Regions from separate parts of the Anas platyrhynchos genome. Here region 1 is linked to region 2. A link is a contact called in public Hi-C data. All regions are on one chromosome and are shown on one strand. Each heading gives the region's core, a stretch centred on a gene start, on an enhancer-like site or on the middle of the called end of the contact. The rest is flanking DNA. Distances are from core to core; before and after follow the strand shown. Region 1 holds the start of MYOZ3 (myozenin 3). Region 2 overlaps NDST1 (N-deacetylase and N-sulfotransferase 1).

Evidence for each region. A called contact is a pair of places that touch in the nucleus more often than the background predicts.
Region 1: a contact with region 2 is called in a Hi-C map of subcutaneous adipose tissue, with 1.8 times the contacts expected there. The contact joins the promoter of MYOZ3 here to the enhancer-like site in region 2. A contact is called at or near these places in 3 of 8 Hi-C or Micro-C datasets (liver, skeletal muscle and subcutaneous adipose tissue).

Annotation. Positions count from the first base shown.
Region 1 is chr14:5,952,423-5,955,122 of IASCAAS_PekinDuck_T2T, forward strand. It overlaps MYOZ3 (myozenin 3), which reads left to right and starts at 1,417. Exons shown (of 7, transcript XM_038186457.2): 1 at 1,417-1,624; 2 at 2,450-2,536; 3 at 2,628-2,700. The coding sequence starts at 2,506. It overlaps SYNPO (synaptopodin), which reads left to right. Exons shown (of 4, transcript XM_038186452.2): 4 at 1-1,267. The coding sequence ends at 76.
Region 2 is chr14:5,919,261-5,921,960 of IASCAAS_PekinDuck_T2T, forward strand. It overlaps NDST1 (N-deacetylase and N-sulfotransferase 1), which reads left to right. Exons shown (of 15, transcript XM_072023359.1): 3 at 1-297; 4 at 577-664; 5 at 907-1,061; 6 at 2,120-2,305; 7 at 2,559-2,687. Among named protein-coding and RNA genes, the nearest start is that of NDST1, 11 kb to the left of the region's middle. Within about 2 kb of position 1,336, at least 4 of the 8 cell types and tissues checked have an H3K27ac peak or open chromatin away from gene starts, as enhancers often do.

The sequences.
Region 1 (2,700 bases), core at 167-2,666, 33 kb after region 2:
GTGTCCCCGCGGCTGGACCGGGAGCCTGCGGCTGAAACCTGGGGGGCTGCCTTCGGGGGCCCCCTGCACTTCCTAAAGCAGCCGGCCCCGGCCACGCCGCACCGCCAGCCCCCCGCAGTGCCACCCGAGGGGGTCCCCAGGCAGGGAGAGGCACGGGCAGGGGCTGGGGATGCGCGGAGCGTCCCCGTCCCCATCGGCGTGCCGCCGGGGTCAGCTGCCTCCCACCTGCCCGCGGTCCCATGGCCCGGCTCTATTTTTACCAGCCTAACCTTTCGGGGCAGGACTGCGTGGTCAGCAGGGAGAGCGGGGCAGCTGGCGGGGGGGACACAGCCCCTGGGTGTCCCCTGCAGCGCTGGCACCCCCATGGGCTCACTGCGTGCCCCTCAGGTGGGTGCCGTGGCCGGGACTCCCTCCCCCAGCAGGGTCTGACCCGGCTGGTTTCAGCCAAAACCAGATCTGGAGGAGGAAAATTCATGTTTTATCCCCCCGGTCCCCAAATCCTGCTTGCTTTTTTTTCAACTTTTTGACCCTAACTCCATGCAAATTCCCCCAAATTCCTCCCCAGTGATGACGAAGAGAGCCAAAGTTATTTATTGCCGTGCCGAGGGGACCGTGGGCAGGTTACCTCCCGCTGCGCCCGGGCAAAGAGAGGGCCAGCGCCACCCCCAGCACTGTCCCTGTCCCCAGCACTGTCCCTGTCCCCAGCCCCGGGCTCACCCCATCCCCACCCTATGGGACCGAGGGACCCGGCAGGGACGGAGGGCACAGAGATGGGGGGGTTGTGGGGGTCAGAAGGCAGCGGTACGGGTTGCAGAGGGTTTGGAGGAGGTCTCGGTGCGGGAGGTGACGCTGAGAGGGTCCCAGGGACAGGTCGGGGGCCCCACGGGAGGCAGCTCCCTGCACGGGGCAGAGCTCGGGGGCACGGTGCTGGCGGGGGGGTGTGCAGGGTGATGGGGAGGGGGGCAGCAGGGTGGGCACGGTTACGTGGCAGAGCCCGGGGAGGGCAATAACGGGCCCCCACAGCGCTTCCCCTAAAAACAGGAGCCAGCCTGGGGTGCTGGGAGGTGCCAAGGCAGCAACCCCATGCCCAGGGGACGCAGCGTGCGTGGGCCATCGGGGCACAGCCCCAGGTAGGGGACCCTCTGTCACCCCACCCCGTCCCTGCTCCCTGCCCCTCCGCCCCCCCAGGAGCTGCCCTTCCCCACCACCGCCTTCGCCACCCCGTTGTGTACCCAGCTCAGCAATAAAGGGCCGTAACCCCACCGTATCCCACTGCCTGCCTGCCTCCCACCCGCCCCGAGGGGCTCGGACACGTGCGGCCACCTCCTGCTGGTGACACCGCCCTGCTCCCCAAGGATCAGCCCCACTCGGTGCCGGGGTGACACCGTGGCGGTCCCCAAGGGCTCACCCTGCTCCTCCCCCTTTCTCAGCCAGAAATAACTGCTGGCCTGCCGCGGGACCTTGGCACCCCGGCCGGAGCCCAGCACGGCTCGGGGCGAGCAGCAGGGAGCCCCAGGTGCCGCACGGAGCCAGCTGGGGCCACCAAAAGCTGGTGGCTGTGTCCTCGTCCCCAACCCGGGCAGAGCGCATCGCCCCGGTGTCACAAGGAGCCCCCCCTGGGCAGGTAGGGGGGGTGAGGTCCCAAATTTGGGTCAGCGGGTGGGGGGCGCGCAGGGCGTGGGGACAGCCGTGGGGTGGGGAGGGCACAGAGGGAGCGGGGAGGGGGTTTGGGAGAAGGGGTGAGGGGGTCCCGGGGTCTCCAGCCGAGGATGGGAGATATGGGACGTGGAGCTGGCGGGGAGCCCTGTGCCAGGCACCAGCCCTGGGGGGCCCTTCACTGCCCGGGGCTTTTAGGGGATGGGGACAGCTTCAGTCAGAGCCAAGAGATGCGGGATGCGCCCAACACCAAGCCCCCAAAACTCTCCGTGCTGCTTTCTGTGTCCCGGCTGCTGCAGGATATTTTGGGCGGGCAGCACAGGGGGGGCACCTCCATCCTGCCCCCGAGGAGAGGAGCTGGGAGCTGAGGAGCCCCCCAGCCCCATCAGGGGGGGGACAGGAGGTGTCCCTGCACCCCGGTTCACCCCACTGCCCGGGCTGGGCTGGCCGTGAAGGGTCGGGGCTGCGGGTCCTGCAGTGCCCAGGAGCTGAAAATAGCTCTGCTGAGTCGCTGCGGGGCTGTCAGCACCTCTGCTCGGCCTGGGGGTGCTGCTCCGAGCGGGGCTCAGCCCTGGGGACACCGGTGCTGGGGACATTTTCTGCCCTAAAGAGGGGAGATGCTGGGTGTGGGGCAGTGCTCTCCCCCACGGGTTAACGGGGGCACCCCTGGGCCCTGCACATCCCCGGGGGGCGTCGTGGGGAGCCCCCAAGCACCCGAGGTGGGGGAAAAGAGGTGACCCCAAGCACTGCTCCCCGTGCCCAGCCGTCACCCGCGGCCACCTCTCTCCTGCAGCCGGCCGGGAGCCGTCCCCATCCCATCTCCCTGCCCCAGGAGCGCGGCAGCGGGCGATGACCATCATGAAACCAGACCCTGGAGATGGTAAGTGCGTGAGGGGGGGGCACAGGGAACGCCACCAAACCGTGCGAGGGGCACCCGGCAGCCGTGCCACCCTCTCCCCTGGTGTCCCCAGCGCCCCGGCTGGACCTGGGCAAGAAGGTGAGCACGCCGCAGGACGTGATGCTGGAGGAGCTCTCCCTGAGCAC
Region 2 (2,700 bases), core at 86-2,585:
ACCTACGAGCCCGTCCTCCTGGCCAAAACCAAGTCGGCCGAGTCCATCCCCCACATGAGCGTGGACGCGGCGCTGCACACCACGGTGATGCAGGACCTGGGCCTCCACGACGGCATCCAGAGGGTGCTTTTCGGCAACAACCTCAGCTTCTGGCTGCACAAGCTGGTCTTTGTCGACGCCGTCTCCTTCCTGACGGGCAAGAGGCTCTCGCTGCCCCTCGACCGCTACATCCTGGTGGACATCGACGACATCTTCGTGGGCAAGGAGGGCACCCGCATGAAGGTGGAAGACGTCAAGGTGCTGCTCTTACGTCCTGGCTGGATGGGCGGGGGCTGAGTGGGGCTGGGGAGCTTTTTGTGCTTGTTCTGGGATGCTCCTGGCTCTGGGGATGACTTTTTTCTGCTCTCAGAGCATCCTCTGGCCCCTGCGAACCCCTTTCCTGGAGTGCTGCCGCTGCAGCCTTCTCAGGGCTTTCAGGGGTGAAGGTTTTTGCCCCGCTTTGCTGCAGGTTTGGTGGTGAGGCTGTGCCCTGCTGCCCCTGGCTGAGGTTGTTGTGCTCTCTCCCCCCCCTCGCAGGCGCTGTTCGACACGCAGAACGAGCTGCGCACCCACATCCCCAACTTCACCTTCAACTTGGGATACTCAGGGAAATTCTTCCACACAGGTGAGGAGGCCGAGGGCTTGTGAATCCAAAAATCCCAATCCAAAAAGGAGGGGAGAGGGGCTGCACGACACCACCGCAGTCCAGGAGCCTTTCTACTCCCCCTAGAGCACCCCTTGCAGCTGGCACCCCATGCTAGGACCCCGTACCCATTCCCTATCTCCGTCTGAGCTGCTCCCTGCCCATTTCCAGGGTTCCCTTCAGCCCTGTGTACCCTGCAGTGACAGCAAGTGTCATCCCCGCAGGTACTGACGCCGAGGACGAAGGCGACGACCTGCTGCTGTCCTACGTGAAGGAGTTCTGGTGGTTCCCGCACATGTGGAGCCACATGCAGCCACACCTCTTCCACAACCAGTCGGTTCTGGCCGAGCAGATGACCCTAAACAAGAAATTCGCTGTCGTGAGTAAGACGCCGCCGGCGGGGGCGCTTATGGGGCCGGGAACGGGATGGGGCGAGGGGTTACAAAGAGCTTTTGTAGGCTGGGCTGTGGAGGTGTCCCCACGGTGCTCCCTGCGTGGCTGCAGCTGCGCACACATGGCCAGCACCGCTGCCTGCCCTGGGGCAGCGTTAGTGGGAAGGCAGAGATCACACCCAGAGGGCAACGGAGGGAAGCAGCTGCTTGGGTTTGTGCCTTGGACTTCACCCAAGCCTGAGGTTTCTGTTGAGCACGGTGTGGTTTGCTGCTGCCCTGACGCTGGCCCCTGTGGCATCCTGGAGCGGGGTCAGCGCGGCTGCGTCGGGGAGGCGCCGGCTGCGAGGAACTCCCTCTGCAGGCCGAGGTGTTGAGGGACTCGCTGGCTTTCTAAGGGCAGGCTCTGACCTTTGGCTTGGCTGGGGATCGTCTGTCCTCCTGGAAAAACCTTTATCGGGCCTGGATAGAGGCAACGTTGACACCAAGTCATGCTGTGATCAACTGAGCTGCTCATGACCGTCGTCAATCCAAGCCCAGTAAGGGCAGACCCAGTAATAACAAATTGGGTCCTATGGCCTGAGAGACAGCTCTTCAGGCCAACCTGAATTCCCTGTCTGTTAATTAGAGGTGCTTAATTAAAGAGAGGGATTGGACCATCTCGACTTGCACCGAAAGAGATGGGCATAGTGTCCAGCTTAAAATTTCCACGTTGCTTTATATCTCCTGCTGCACACCAGCGCTGCAGCCCTGTGTAGCTTTGGCTGCTCGGTCTCCACTGGTGAGCTTTGCTGGTGCTGGCCTCAATGCTGAGATGGCAGAGGTGAGGAAAGTCCAGGAGCAGCAAGTGTCCACCCAGCGTGTCTGCTCCTGGACCCCCTTTTTCTGGAAACTGCCCTGGTTTAGAGAGGGTGCACGGGTACAGCCTGCCCTGCTTGCAGTCCAGGTGCTTGGAGCTGGGCAGTTCTTGGGGGGAGGCTGGTTTGAGCTGGGAGGCTGCGTTTTTGGGATCTCCCTGCTCACCCAGACCCCGATCCTTCCCCTGCAGGAGCACGGCATCCCCACCGACATGGGGTACGCGGTGGCCCCCCACCACTCGGGTGTCTACCCCGTGCACGTGCAGCTGTACGAAGCCTGGAAGCAGGTCTGGTCGATCAAAGTGACGAGCACGGAGGAGTACCCCCACCTGAAACCCGCTCGCTACCGTCGCGGCTTCATCCACAACGGCATCATGGTAGGTGGCCGGGCTGCAGCTCTGCTGCTTCTCTCCTCTGCAGGAGATTCTCCTCTCCAAAATCTTGCTGTGTGGTTTCTGGGCGGCTTGGCTACTTCAGCCCCAGCTGGAGGAGGCTGAGGGATCGAGGATCCCTTGCTAGTTTGGGAGGAGGAAAGGGATCCAGCCCCAAACTCCAGGAGGAGGCCGTGTGGCTTTGTTTCCTTGCCCCGGCTCCTCCACCTGCTCCAGACACGTCTCTCCCTCACCCCAGGTCCTCCCCCGGCAAACCTGCGGGCTCTTCACGCACACCATCTTCTACAACGAGTACCCGGGGGGCTCCAGCGAGCTGGACAAAATCATCAACGGGGGCGAGCTGTTCCTGACCGTGCTCCTCAACCCCGTGAGTACTGCCT